3 separate regions of the Mus musculus genome follow, and all the other regions are linked to region 1. A link is a contact called in public HiCAR-type and HiChIP or PLAC-seq data. All regions are on one chromosome and are shown on one strand. Each heading gives the region's core, a stretch centred on a gene start, on an enhancer-like site or on the middle of the called end of the contact. The rest is flanking DNA. Distances are from core to core; before and after follow the strand shown. Region 1 overlaps Sulf2 (sulfatase 2). Region 2 overlaps Prex1 (phosphatidylinositol-3,4,5-trisphosphate-dependent Rac exchange factor 1). Region 3 overlaps Prex1 (phosphatidylinositol-3,4,5-trisphosphate-dependent Rac exchange factor 1).

Region 1 (4,532 bases), core at 805-3,304:
TGGAGCCAACTGGGCCCTGTAGGCTTGGTGTCGCCTTCTGGGGGGGGGTGGGGGGAGTAGGATGGGGCTCTAATCTGGAGCAGGCGGAAATGATAAGGTCAACGGGTTCTCAAACCTCCCTCAAATGACCACTCTAATGGTGAGAGCAGCAGACAGACAGCTGAGGGACTGACAAGAAGCCAAGTGGCATGTTTGGGCCTTAATGTCCAAAGAGGTCTAGTTATGACTTGAAGGAAAAGCCATCAGAGCATACTGACCACGTGCTTCCACAGTCCACACTGGCAGATCCCCCTGCTCCCAAAACGCATCTGTGGCCCACACGTGTGGAGGTCGGGTCATCTTGCAGGAGTTAGCTCTCTCCTTCTACCACACGGGCCACGGGGATCAAACTCAGGTGTGGAAGCATCTTTACCTGCAAAACCACCTCACTGGCTCTCCTGACGTTCAAGTTGTTTAGCCTGCCCAGTGTAACGACCTCCCGATGACCCACTTCCGGGGATAGCTCTCCCAAGCCCGCACAGCATGCAACACTGAGACTGGAACTTGGGGTTTTACCCCTGTCTTGATTGAAGGCCCATGGCTGGGGCTCCCTGGACAGCCTGTCCCAGCCTCTCTGACTTATCATCCCTCCTGGCACCCACAGAGTATAAGACCAGCTATGCCCGGAACCGCTCCATCCGTTCCGTGGCCATCGAGGTGGACGGTGAGATATACCACGTAGGCTTGGATACTGTGCCTCAGCCCCGCAACCTTAGCAAGCCGCACTGGCCAGGGGCCCCTGAAGACCAAGATGACAAGGATGGTGGCAGTTTCAGTGGTACTGGTGGCCTTCCAGATTATTCTGCCCCCAATCCCATCAAAGTGACCCATCGGTGAGAGTCTGGCTGGAGGTTGGGGGTAGAGGGACAGGCTGGGCCTCTCTTCTCCCCTCGGGGCCGGCCACTCATGACCCTTTCTCTGGAGCAGGTGCTACATCCTTGAGAATGACACAGTCCAGTGCGACTTGGACCTGTACAAGTCCCTGCAGGCTTGGAAAGACCACAAGCTGCACATCGACCATGAGGTGTGGCCACTGGGGCAGCACAGGCTGGCGGCCAGCATCCACAGGAAGGGCGGGGGGCCTGGTGAGGGGAGAAAGCAAGATTGGTCCCCCAGAATCCATGACCCCATCCCAGAATAGGAATCTGAGTCATGGGGTCTGGAAGCCAGCCAAAGGTCCAGCTCAGAGATGGCTGGCTGGCTGGGGACAGCGCAGCATACTTTATTTAGACCTGTGAGACACCCCCCTATAGAGCTTGCTCTCGCTACAGCCTCCGTAGGCTCTGCTGGCGGTAGGAAGAGTCTGTTCCTTCAGGGAGGCCCCCTTCCACGGGCAGAGCCACAAACGTAGATGTGGCTGTACCCTTCCCACCCGCAGTCACCCTGTGGTTCCTAGGCTTCTCCCATTCCCTCCCTCAGATCGAAACCCTGCAGAACAAAATTAAGAACCTTCGAGAAGTCAGGGGTCACCTGAAGAAGAAGCGACCGGAAGAATGTGACTGCCATAGAATCAGGTGAGAGAGCAGCCCCGGCCCCACTCAAGCCCTGGACACCAGTGCGTCCTGCGGATACACGGGGCCCTCTCAGCACTGGACCCTGTCTGTCAAGATAAGGAGCCAATAACTCTCATCAGGGAAACTCAGGGACCGCCCCCGGGGGCGGGGTCAGGCTGAGCTGTGTTTGGGCAGGCCCCAGCCTTGGGGCACAGGCTTCTGCTCACTGCCTTTGGGAACTGCTGGGCTGCCACTCAGGGTTCTGCCTGCCTGAGAGAACTTCCCACACAGAAAGACATGGAGTCTCTCTGCAGTCACTGTCCAGGGTGGCAGTCACATAACACCTGTGACTGGGGAACCTGGAGCAAGAATTTTCCTTGGTTTAAATTGAAGGAGCCACACAGTTCTGAACACCTTTGCTGACTCGGGCCAGTCTCAAAGCCCCCTTCTAAGCATGAGGTACATGGTATGATACAAATCGGCCTTCAGAGGCCACGGCTGACACCAACTGAAGCCAGGCCCAGCCTCCAGTCCGGGTTAATTATTTCCGTCCTGACCTTGTAAAGTCTGACATGGGGCATCTAAACCAAGCATGGAGCTGGCAACCAGGGGGATACAGTGCCCTCCATCCCACCTAGGAAAGGGTGCAGTGAGCAAGAGCAGTGAACCCCGCTGCATGCCTGCCAGAGTATCCTGCAAAGCTCTGACTCTTGGGGACTGGGGTGGGGGGGTCTGTTGCAGTTACCACAGCCAACACAAAGGCCGTCTCAAGCACAAAGGCTCCAGCCTGCACCCTTTCAGGTAAGGGTAGGGATAGGCCAAAGGGGTAAGGTGCCATGCCTACCTGTCTGTAGCTAAAACACACAAGGCACATTCAGGCTGGGCTGGGTTTTCCCTGGGAGGTGAGGTCTACGCAGTCCTTGGAGGGGCCCCAGGTTCATACAAAGACTGGTTAGATATGGTACTGTAGCCACACTAAGCACTGGACACCCATTTCTGCCGCTGGTGGGTGGGGCTGAAGGAGGCCAGAGGAGGAGAAAGGCCCTGGGGTCTGGCCCTAGCTGTGGCCTGGACAACAGAGGGACTTAGAGCCCTTGATGACGCTGCCCAACCACTGGGGCGAACCACAAGGCTGAGGTCATTGAACCCTCAGAGGTCCTAAGCGTGTGTGGTCCCCTGTGCCCTCAGGAAGGGTCTGCAGGAGAAGGACAAGGTGTGGCTGCTGCGGGAGCAGAAACGCAAGAAGAAACTGCGCAAGCTGCTCAAACGGCTGCAGAACAACGATACGTGCAGCATGCCCGGCCTCACGTGCTTTACCCACGACAACCACCACTGGCAGACGGCGCCACTCTGGACGCGTGAGCAAATGGGCAGGCAGGGCATGGGAGGCCTGTGTGTGGGCAAGCAGAGGCAGGCAGGGGACAGGGGAGTTGTGTGCATGAGCAAGCAGGGACAGGCAGAGAATGGGAGGCCTGTGCATGGCCACCTACCTTTCCCTGGCTTCAGAGGGCCAAACTGCTAGAGGTGTCTTAGAAACCTGTGCTTGTCACTTGGCATTTGAGAGCCTGTCTCGGGGAGGCTGTCTGACCGACTGTCTCTCTGCGGGCACACTCAGGACATTCACTCTTCCTTCCACAGTGGGGCCGTTCTGCGCCTGCACCAGCGCCAACAACAACACGTACTGGTGCTTGAGGACCATAAATGAGACCCACAACTTCCTCTTCTGCGAATTTGCAACCGGCTTCATAGAATACTTTGACCTCAGTACAGACCCCTACCAGGTACAGGCATGGTCAGGGAGACAGGGAGACAGGCGTGTGAGACACAGGCATACAGCTGCAGAAGAGAAGCCCCTCACGGCCCCTAAGCCTGGAAGACTGAGTTCTGAGGCCACTTGGAGTCTGGGACTCTGTGTTGTCCACATGCGTCTCCCTCCATTGCCCTGTGTCCGATCTACAGTCCAGTTCTTCCCTCCCCCTCAGGCAGACTGCCTACAGAGCTCAGCAGGTACTTCTGTGGACCCTTGATCAGTAGAGCTACAGGATCAGGCCACGTTCTGGACTCTCTAGGCTGCCATGGAGAGTACAGACAAGCAACCCTAACATTTACCCAGCATGCACCCAAGACAAGCTCTGTGCGGAGTCTCCCTCCTTTGGACACACCTCAGCACAGGTGTGACTGCAGTGGCTCAGAGCCGCACAAGACAACCACAAGCAGCAAAGCTCCTAAAACCAGAACCCTGCTCCTTAGCCATTCTGGAAGGTGACCTTGGTAATGACCAACCACTCAACCTCATTCAAAAAGCCCGACACAGCTCCATACACTGTGACTTCAATATGTCAGCAGCCATGGCGCAAGTAGCCAGAGACCGCCAGTTTTCCTTCTCTGACACTTTAGCCCATACTTTACCAAAGAGGGTGGCAGACATCGTCAGTTAGTAACCATCAGTAGTGCCAGACTAGGCAAAGCCCCAAGGTCCCTGGCCCACCTCCATACCAAGTTCCTCCATCAAGAGGAACAAAAAGGTCAAACCTAAGGTAGACCTGCGGAACCCGGCTATGCAAGATACCCAATGGGGGGCTGGCGAGATGGCTCAGCGGGTAAGAGCACTGACTGCTCTTCCCAAGGTCCTGAATTCAAGTCCCAGCAACTACATGGTAGCTCACAACCACCGTAATGAGATCTGACGCCCTCTTCTGGCGAGTCTGAAGACAGCTACAGTGTACTTATATAGAATAATAAATAGATCTTTGGGCCGGACCTAGCGGGGGGCCGACCAAAGCAAGCAGAGGTCCTAAAAAATTCAATTCCTAACAACCACAAGAAGACTCACAACCATCTGTACAGCAACATAAAAATAAATAATAAATAAATCTTTAAGAGAGAGAGAGACCCAGTGGGCAGCTGCAGAAGTTCAAGGTGAAACCCACAGGCATGGTTTGTGTCTCCTCTGGAATTTCCATTTCCACTGAGCAGACCTGGCAGAGTACCTGAGCCTTC
Region 2 (4,532 bases), core at 980-3,479, 600 kb before region 1:
TTCCTCCCCAAACGCCTCCCAAATGGCTTGTACCAGGATAGTACTTAAGGTTCAACTTTGAGAAACTGGAAACGGGGGGGGGGGGGGGGTGGGGGGTGGGGTGGGGTGGGGTGGGGTGGGGTGGGAGGGTGGGGGGGAGGGAAGGGGCTTGGAATGGGTAGAGTCGCTGATGGGAGTGGAGCCTGTGAGCTCTGATGACAGGCAGCGCTGCCTGTCCCCACACCTACCTCCTGTCTTATAAGCACCCCAGTCTTGTTGGGTCCCCTTCCTTTATCACGATGGGGCTCCAGATGGCTTGTCTGTCGCTCCGTAGCTGTCAGTGCGTGTCTCCCTCTCCCTCCCCTTCTGCATATGTTGCCTCTGGGCCTCTTGGATCTTGTTTCAGGGCTCAGAGCGTATGCTCAGGGGCCACTGGCTGATCTGATCCTCTCTCTTTCTGCCAGGTAAAGGAACTGTTCGGTGAAAGTGTGATCTCTTAGGCTTGCTGAGCCTTTTGGGTCCCAGGATGCTCTGAATTAGCCACGCCCGTCCTTCTTAACTTGTGGTCCAAACTGGGACACCTCAGTTTTACTGTCTGTACTAGTGTGACTTCTTCTTCTTCTTCTTTTTTTTTAAAAGACATTTATTTTTATATGCATACACTGTATGCTGTCTTCAGACACACCAGAAGTTATCGGATCCCGTTACAGATGGTTGTGAGCCACCATGTGGTTGCTGGGATTTGAACTCAGGACCTCTGGAAGAGCAGTCAGTGCTCTTAACCACTGAGCCATCTTGCCAGCCCCTTAGTGTGGGTTCTTGACCACCTAAGGCCAGATGAGATGCCACTCACTGGTCTGTGACACACTGCTGTTCTCAGGGAAGGCCCCCTTGGTTCTCTCCCTTCCTTAGCCTGTCAGAGCCTGGGTGACACCTCAGGATGCCTGTCTTCTCTCAGGGCCCTGTCACAGAGAGGCCTGGTGATCCGTGTTTTAACTGCAGCAACCTTGGTTTCTGTGTCCTGATTTTAAAACTCAAGAGTTCCACATGTTGGGCAGCAGAGCTGGCTCAGGGGGCTAAGTAAGAGTGCTCGCTATGTTAGCCTGGGGACCTGCGTTCGAGTCCCCCCACACCCACATAAAAAGCCAGGCATAGCTGTACATGTCTCCGAAACCCTGGTACTGTGAGGGTTAGAGATGGGGTTGCTGTAACTCGTTGGCTGCCAGCCTAACTTCAGGTTCAGTGAGAGACCCTGTCTTGACAAGTTTGGATTTGGGTCTAGCCTTAGGAAGCTGTGTGACTCAGAGCAGATTACTAAGCCTCTCTGTGCCTTGGTTTCTCTACCCATAAATGGGGGAGAGACAGGTGTTCTCAGCTCCAGGGGTCACTGGGTGGTTTCCATAAGATGATGACATGAGGGTTTGAGGGATAGTTCTATTCTAGTTGCCCTGGTCACATTCTTTAGTCCTTATTTCCATCCCACTGTTGGCTAGACCCCTGAGTCAGGCAGGTTCCTCCTCTACCACATCAAAGCAGCTCTCTCCCACCTGTCTCTTTTTGTGGCACTTGGTCCAGATGCAGATTAGAGGGAGGCGTTGTCCACCACTGGAGGTGACCGGCAGGAGCGAGGGCTCAGCAAGTATAGCCCAGGGCGAGCCCCCACCTCCCCAGAGGATTAGACAAGCCCCACCTCCCCCACCCCTCTCCACCTCTCTGTAGCTCCACCCAAGGGTGCATGGGGTGCCAGAGCCCCCTCTGTATTTGGGTACATGTGGGAAAGGAGTGGTCCTTAGAATAAAAAGCTTCCGTTTGGAGCAGGTGACACTATGTGCAGACACCTGGGCAGGACAACTGCAGCTCAGCGTGTCTCCTGTGGTCTGCAGGAGTACAGGGCTCAGGCATACAGGGCAGAGGACCTCACCTCTCTCTGCTTTGTCATTGCTGTGTGATATGAGGTAGCTCCATGCCTGTGACCCTAACTGGGGTTCTTGAGAAATACAGGAAATACTATAGATAGGGCAGTGATCGCTTGCCACAGGGACACACCTATTTGCTGCAGTTTCAGGGTCCTGTAAGGAGCGGAGGAGGTTCCTAGTCAGTCCCCGAAAACAAAGAGATGTTTCCATTTCCCCAATCCTGGCAAATGTTTATGGATCACCTGCTGGGAGCCCCTGCTCTCCCAGGTGCTTGCTGGAGATTGTAGCCTAGGAGTCTGTTTTGACCCCTCACTCTCTACAGATGCTCCGCCCCCCATAGGCCCCACCTCCGAGGACACGTGGTCAGGCCGGAAAGGCTTGAATCTGAGATGAGGCAAGTGATTTGGCCAGCAGTTCAGGGCCCGCTACGGAGACGAGCAGGACTTCTGGCAGGGTGGGTGGGGGTGGGGAGTAGGGAATAGGGGTGAGAACAGATGCTTATGAGATGAGGGCTTTAAGCGGGCAGAAGTTTGTGTGTGTGTGGGTCTATCCTGTGCTTCTCTGGGTCCCGTGGGTCAATTGAGGCTGAGCTAGAAAAGCAGTAAGAGGTGCTGTATACGGCTGGTGGCAGCCTGGACCAGGAGGTGTCCTAGTGAAGCAAAACTGGTCTCCTGGGATTGGAAGGGAAAGGAGGGGGGCGTGATGAGGCATCTCAGTGTCGAGGAGTCACCCGGGGGACTTCGTGAACAAGATGGAGACTTCTAGGACGTGTGCAGAGGGCTTAACCTCCTGGAGGTGGGAAACCTGGGAGTCGGGGTGGAGGAGCATCCTTGAAGGATGGGACGTTTTCTCAGCCCTGTTAGGCCACCAGGCACTGCCCTAAGTGCTGCTCTGAGATGAGCAAGAGGTGATCCAAGGCTTGGCCACCTGCTGAGGCGGGAACTAGAAGCTGGCCTAGGGAAGGCAAAGCCAGGCAGGCAAGAGATGCTGATGCTCTGAGCCTGGGTTCTGCTGCCAGGCAGGATGTAGTTTTCCCTGGGAGTCAGTGGGGCAACAGAAAGGCATGGGAGGTCAGAGCAGAGGCTGCCATTGAGTCACCTTTGAGCAGGGGTGGGGAGGACAGGAGCAGCCTGGCTGGCTAGGTGAGAAAACAGTCTGGGGACCTACGTGGGTTTTTGGGATTGCTGTTTTCTCATCTCTAGGCAGAAATCCCTGGGAAGACCACAGAGGGGCTGGGAACAGAGGCCACGCTGTGCCACTCTTTTTGGGGGGATGGGGCTGGGAGAGGGAGCTAGGTCAGCTGTGTGAGCTACTTAATACCCATGAACTTGCAATTAAATGCGGAAGTAGGAGACAAGAAGGGTGGTAAAAGGGAATATTGTTCCCAGCTCCCTGGGGAAATGGCCAGCCTCCAATGTGAATGGGCTTCAGTGTCTTGGGGGGCTGGGGTCCCCCCTCTGCTCGTCATTTGGCTCTTTGTCCTGCTGTGTTGGATCCAACCACAAAGGCCAGCTTGATTCTCACTTGCTGCTTTCTTGGGGAGCAGTAGGGGGCTTTGCCTCCAGCAGAGAGCTCTCTCTGGGAAAGGGAGGTGATGGAATTTGGGGACCATCCATATATATGCGGTCCACTATGATCAACGTGCTAGCTCCCTTGCCATCCACAGCATTTAAATGCTTGGCTCCTTCAGCAAAGTCTTATGTGTAAAACATACAGTGTTAAGTCAGGCTTGTGGACTTGCGTGTGATATGATGTCTGTGTAACTAGTTCCCATTTTCCAGAGGGAGGGCCACCAGCACCCACAGGCTGGCCCTTCTCTTTGTTACTACCACATACCCACAATTCTGATTTGTTGTTTCAAGACAGCATCATCTCATGTAGCCTAGGTTGACCTTGGGTTCACTAGGTAGCTCATGATGGCCTTGACCCTTGCTTCTGCTGGGATTACAGATCCTGAGACACCACACCTGTTTGATGGGGGTGCTGGGGACCTCCTGGATGTTAGGTAGGGGCTCTGCCAACCGAGGCACATCCCCAGCCCTGATTTCTGTCATTGAATATTAGCTTCAACGGGTTTTGGACTTTAGACTAGGATCCTGTTGCATATGGTCTTTGTTTCTTGAGAGCTTGTCTGCAAGTTCTTTCCGGGGACCAAAGCTACCTGGGTACCCTTGACCGAAGGAAGGCTAGTCCTCTGTCTGGGCAGGTTTTCCTTCCTTATAAGTGCGTAGCTTTGGGAGGGATGCACATGGAGAGGTAAGAAAGAGAGGGAAGCCTAGCAGACTGAGGTTGTCAGCCAGATTAACCCTGGTGATCAGTGGGGTGACAGACATCACCACTAGATCGCCACACATCCCTTTGTGTCTTTTAAATTAACTTAAAAACCATTATAGCCAATTTTTTTTATAAGATATGTGCATATAGAGCTGGAGAGGTGGCTCAGCCATTAAAGGCTAGGCTCGCAACCAAAAATATAAGATATGCGTATATAAAACTAGATGGCATAGCTGGGCATCTAGCACTTGGTAGACTGAAGCAGGAGGATTACCATGGGTTTCAGGCCAGCTTAGTGTACACAGTGAAACTGTTTCAAAACAACAGCAACAGCAACAACAGCAACAACACCCCCCAGCCTGT
Region 3 (4,532 bases), core at 715-3,214, 590 kb before region 1:
CTGCACGCACGAGGGTCATTGTCCAGTGAGAAGGAGTTGGTTGGTGAACTTGAAGATCAGCAATAAAAGCTGAGGGAAGACAGCCAGCCAAGGGAATGAGTGCTTCTTGGCTGGAGGGAGGGAGGCTCAGAAGTCTGAGCCAAACGACCTGGCTTGTGCTCTCCGAAGGACTGGGTGTTGGTGGTGAGCTTGATGCCTGGAGCCAAGCCTTGCACCACCAAATGGGGCACCTCAAAGCCAGGTTCTTGGGCAGAGTAGACAGCAGTGCAGTTTTTATGAATGAGTCTAGTGGAGTTTTGCCTGGTATCGTCACTCTGACCCAGAGATAGGGACAGGGCTAGCATGTCCCTGCCTTCTGTCTTCAGCTGGCTAGTTTCAGGAGACCCTGGGTGAGTGGTTGATTGACAGGCAAAGCAGTCATCACTTTTTAGAAGTATGAACTCCGCTGAGATGGATTTATATGTCATTAATATCTAAGTGTACACCGAACGGCTTTGCCAGCATCGTAGCGGCTGCAGGCAGGGAGCTGAGAGCCAACCCCACTCAGCCAAGGTTGCTGGGGACAGGTGACAGAGGGGCCAGGTAGCAAAGAGACATGCTTCACGGCTCTGTCCATCCAGTCAGATTTTTCTGGTGGAATCCCACGGCCTGAGGGAAGCCAGGGCTTTGTCCTCAGGGAGGGGCTTCTAGGGAGGTGGGGGGGCTTGAGGTCTGGGTGGGAGGGGGCCCAGTGAGGCCTTCACCTTGAGGAAGAGAGCTGAGGGCCTGAGAGCAGCTGGTTCTCTGGCTGTCATCAGTGGTGGTTAGGAGATTTAATGCTGATTAGTGTCTCTTGGGGAATGCATGATTTCTCTGATAACACTGCAGGAGTGCTGGAGGCACCCTAATGTGGAGTTGCCCTTCACAGGGCCTTGATAAGAGTTATTTCATGAAGGCCTCTTCTTTTTATCACATGTGTCTGTCCATCCATCCATCCATCCATCCACCTATCCATCCAGGGGTGTGTGTGTGTTTGTATGCCGCACATTGTTGGCTTGTGTGGGGGGAAGTCAGAGAATAGCTTCTACCACTGGGTTCAGGGATCAAACTCAGGTTGTGGGTTTGGCAGCAAGCGTCTTTCCCCTCTGGGCCATCTCACTGGCCCCTAGTGAGGGCTCTGATGGTCACCTCTTCAAGGGCTTTTATTTTTTGTCTTTATTTTTTTCTCGTCAAGAGCAGCAAATGCTCTTAACCGCTGAGCCATCTGTTCATCCCTCACAACTTCTTTTGGAAGTGGCCTATAGGAGTTTGGGAAGCCAGACTCATGGGATGGAGGCATTCTCAGCTGGGTACATCGTCGCTACCCCCTCTTCAGTCCCGTGCCACCGCCTCCCCTGGGTTCTTTCCACCCGTGTCAAGCACATGCCTGGATTCTGTGTTCATTTGTGGAGGACACGGGTTTGCAAAAGGCAGGGGCAGTGGCTAGCGACGTCGCCTCCTTCCTGCTGAGGTATCTTCAAGGTAGCCAGGCTCAGCCAGCTTTCCCAGCAAATGTGACTTTGATTCACCGAAAGCTCTTGAAATTCTGTCAGCTGGAAGGAGCGCTGGCAGCGACATAGCGTTTTTTTTTTTTTTTTTGTCACCACATTCATGGGCAGCCTGTTCGCTGATGTCTTCCACAGACCTGCTGGGAAAGTGGACCACTGCGATTTTATTGGCAGCACCTTGCAGAAACTCGATCCTCAGCCGCCACTTGTAGTCTGTGCAGAGCCACTGGCTCCTAAAGTGTTTTTACAGCAGGTCCCCGGCACCCTGATTAACATAGGAACAAGCTGATAAGTTCTGCAATTTGAGAGCCACCAGGGTAGGTATGGCTTGTGTTGGATAAAGTGTGAGCAGTTTTCACAGTGCCATCCAGGGCGCTTGCAGAGCCCGAGCTGGTGCCTGTGAGTTGGGCTCTGTGGTGGATGCCAAGCATTGTCTTTCCAGTCACATGCCTGCCCCAGACAGCTCACTGAGGATGGAGTTTGTCACTCTGGAGGAAGGTCTGAGTCAGCCAGAGCGTTTGCTCCAAAGAGTGCCTGAGCTCCTGGTGTTTCTTTTATTCTTGGATGAAGGGTGTTTTTCGTGAGGGATGGGGGTGGGGGGCACTGGACTATGGAAGAACATGGCAGCCTTATTGTAACAGTCCAGAACTTACTAACCGGTCTGATTCATCCCTCCCTAGCTCCCTGTCCCCCCTCTCCCCCTCTGCCTTGTTTTGAGACAAGGTGTTGGGTAGGTCCTGTGATGGCCTCTGACTTCCCTTTCAGCCAGTACTCAGCATCCCTTCCTCCCTGGCCTGCTCCTGCCTGCACAGGTAACTCCTTCCTTGCCCTTGCTCACACCAGGGATTTGGGGTCGCTCTGGCTGCTTTCTCCCCAGCATCCCAGCTAGACCCCAATCTTGTCCCAGACACCTCTGCCTTCGAACCTTCCCTATACCTTGTTTAACGGGAATGAATTGGCCTTGTGTGCTCTTCTGTGTCTTCGGCATTCCCCGCCCCCACGAGCCCTCTGACCCCAGGGCTCTTGGGCCTGCTCAGGGTTCTCCTCTCATGTCCCTTCTGTGTTTGTTAGGCACACCTTGAGCTTTTCCTGCCCTAGTGCAGTACCAGCTCATCCCCAAGGGACTTAGCACCCAAGGTCAGGTGACCTGTGTGCTTGTGGCTCACTGAGTGCCCTGCATAGAGGGCTCCTTGTACTCACTTCATCTTCCCTTCAAGTTGTAGCTCTGTTTGGAAAAGCCCAGAGTGAGGTATGTTAAACAGATTTAACATTTAGAATTTGAAAATAGTAAAGATGGATGTTTTGGGTTAAGTGTGTGTGTGTGTGTGTGTGTGTGTGTGTGTGTGTGTACATGTATGGTGTGTATGCACATTACGTCACATGTGTGGAGTTCTTTCCCACCGCAGCCCACGTAGAGAGCAACTCTATCCTCCACAGACCTTCTGTGGCCTCTGAGGAGCCATGCTTTCAGGTCTGTTCCTCCTCCACAGCCACTCACTCATCTATTTCCCATGGCCCATAGTTTTGTCTTTTCTAGAAAATTAAAAATATATGCTTCACTGTAGACAATGTCGTGGGGACATAAAGGAGGCTGTGCACTGCACACAGGGGACTCACATGGTATACAGCTTTCTGAGTCCCAGCAGGTAGCACTTGGGGTTCAGCCGGGGTCTCCGTGTGTCAAGTGTGTTCCTTTTAGAGCTTACACCATCCCACGGTTCAACATTCACCCAAGGACACAGAGTCCCTCCTCATTGGCTGACCTGGACATCCGCTGTTAAGAGTGTATGCACTGTTTGCTTGTGAACATGAGTTCTCGTGTATCCAGAATAGACACCAGGAGTGGCGTTGTTAGGCTGTGTGGGCTCTGAGTGCTTAGCAGCGTGTGAAGTTGCAGGCGGCTTTGCAAAGGCGCCGGGTCACTTAAATTTCTCACCAGTGGGATCTGAGAGATTGGTGGTTCACATCCCTGACAACACTTGGTATTGTCGATTTGCCTTTTAAGCCATTCTGGCAGATGTACGTACATACGTGTGGAAGTGGCAGGTTGTGGTTTTCCTCAGCCTCTCCCTCACTGATGGCGCTGGATAGCTTTTCCTGTGCCTTCCTTCCACTCGTATATCTTCTTTGCACAGCTGTGTGTTCAAGGTTGACTTTTTATGATTTTCATGTTTCTGCTTATGTAGAACCTCTGGGCCTGATACTCACAGCCGGTGTCGTCTTGAGACCAGAGTAGCCGGGGCTGGTGAACTGGCTCAGTGGACAGAGGCGCTTGTCTCTAAGCCTTGTGACTGGAGTTGAAGCCCCAAGCTTCTGCCAGCTGTCCCCTGACTTCCACAGGAGCATCATTGCAGGCATTGCAGGCATGCTCCCTCCAAATGAAACTAATCAGCAAGATAAAAAAGTTACACTAGCCGTGTGACCCCCTGGATAAGGCCATCATGAGATCAGAGAGGGTCCTCAAACCCACCTCCAAGATTCTAGCTGTGGTTCCCTCCCCCTCTGCTGCTGCACATGATCTTGGGGTGCTACAATGCACAGAGAAGAGAGAGTGGTTGGGATGGGGACTCCTGTGGTCTAGTTTGTGTGAGTCACCATGCCGGCTGGGGTGGGGTTTTAGTATCCTCTGGCTGCTCAGGAGTCACCCGTGCTCTTGGAAGGAACCCTGATAAGGCCATTGGTTCACCAAGCTGGGCTTGGGATGGGAGGGGTTTCTTTGGTCTGTGGCTGCCTATCTGGAGTGATAGACATTTCTGTGTGAATCCCCAGGAGTCACATGAGAAACTAGTTTAAAGGTTGGTTTGCTTGGTTTCTTTTTTGGGGTTAGGGTTATAGCCTGGGCACACTTCCCTTGCCAGAATGTCATTCATACATAGTCCCCAAGCCCTCGCTTGTTTGTCCATTGTCTTACTGGGCCTTTCGCAGAACAGAACATGGCTTCTGTGCTGATTTAGCGCTTGTCTTCCTCTGTGCTTTTGAGCGTCAATTATAAGTGATGTTGATGTC

Evidence for each region. HiCAR-type assays count read pairs that join an accessible place to other places. HiChIP or PLAC-seq counts read pairs in DNA pulled down with a chosen protein or histone mark.
Region 2: a contact with region 1 is called in an H3K27ac HiChIP or PLAC-seq map of epiblast stem cells, with 8 times the contacts expected there. The contact joins two enhancer-like sites. A contact is called at or near these places in 1 of 15 datasets of contacts at CTCF or cohesin (large pre-B cells), 5 of 484 Hi-C or Micro-C datasets (the G1E-ER4 cell line and embryonic stem cells), 3 of 115 datasets of contacts at active chromatin or transcription factors (embryonic basal ganglia, epiblast stem cells and stem cell-derived neural progenitor cells) and 1 of 9 other capture datasets (embryonic stem cells).
Region 3: a HiCAR-type map of astrocytes shows a contact between it and region 1, with 2.7 times the contacts expected there. The contact joins two enhancer-like sites. A contact is called at or near these places in 1 of 15 datasets of contacts at CTCF or cohesin (large pre-B cells), 5 of 484 Hi-C or Micro-C datasets (the G1E-ER4 cell line and bone marrow-derived macrophages), 4 of 115 datasets of contacts at active chromatin or transcription factors (astrocytes, differentiating embryonic stem cells, embryonic stem cells and 1 more) and 1 of 9 other capture datasets (embryonic stem cells).

Annotation. Positions count from the first base shown.
Region 1 is chr2:166,077,818-166,082,349 of GRCm38.p6, reverse strand. It overlaps Sulf2 (sulfatase 2), which reads left to right. Exons shown (of 21, transcript NM_028072.5): 12 at 644-872; 13 at 967-1,063; 14 at 1,459-1,553; 15 at 2,274-2,333; 16 at 2,721-2,890; 17 at 3,171-3,313. Among named protein-coding and RNA genes, the nearest start is that of Gm52534, 40 kb to the left of the region's middle. Within about 2 kb of position 2,054, at least 79 of the 459 cell types and tissues checked have an H3K27ac peak or open chromatin away from gene starts, as enhancers often do. A contact at or near this core is called in astrocytes and epiblast stem cells, where this site is marked.
Region 2 is chr2:166,681,793-166,686,324 of GRCm38.p6, reverse strand. All of the region lies in intron 1 of Prex1 (phosphatidylinositol-3,4,5-trisphosphate-dependent Rac exchange factor 1), which reads left to right. Among named protein-coding and RNA genes, the nearest start is that of Gm50596, 19 kb to the left of the region's middle. Within about 2 kb of position 2,229, at least 57 of the 459 cell types and tissues checked have an H3K27ac peak or open chromatin away from gene starts, as enhancers often do. A contact at or near this core is called in epiblast stem cells, where this site is marked.
Region 3 is chr2:166,665,408-166,669,939 of GRCm38.p6, reverse strand. The region is part of intron 1 of Prex1 (phosphatidylinositol-3,4,5-trisphosphate-dependent Rac exchange factor 1); the gene reads left to right. Among named protein-coding and RNA genes, the nearest start is that of Gm50596, 35 kb to the left of the region's middle. Within about 2 kb of position 1,964, at least 71 of the 459 cell types and tissues checked have an H3K27ac peak or open chromatin away from gene starts, as enhancers often do. A contact at or near this core is called in astrocytes, where this site is marked.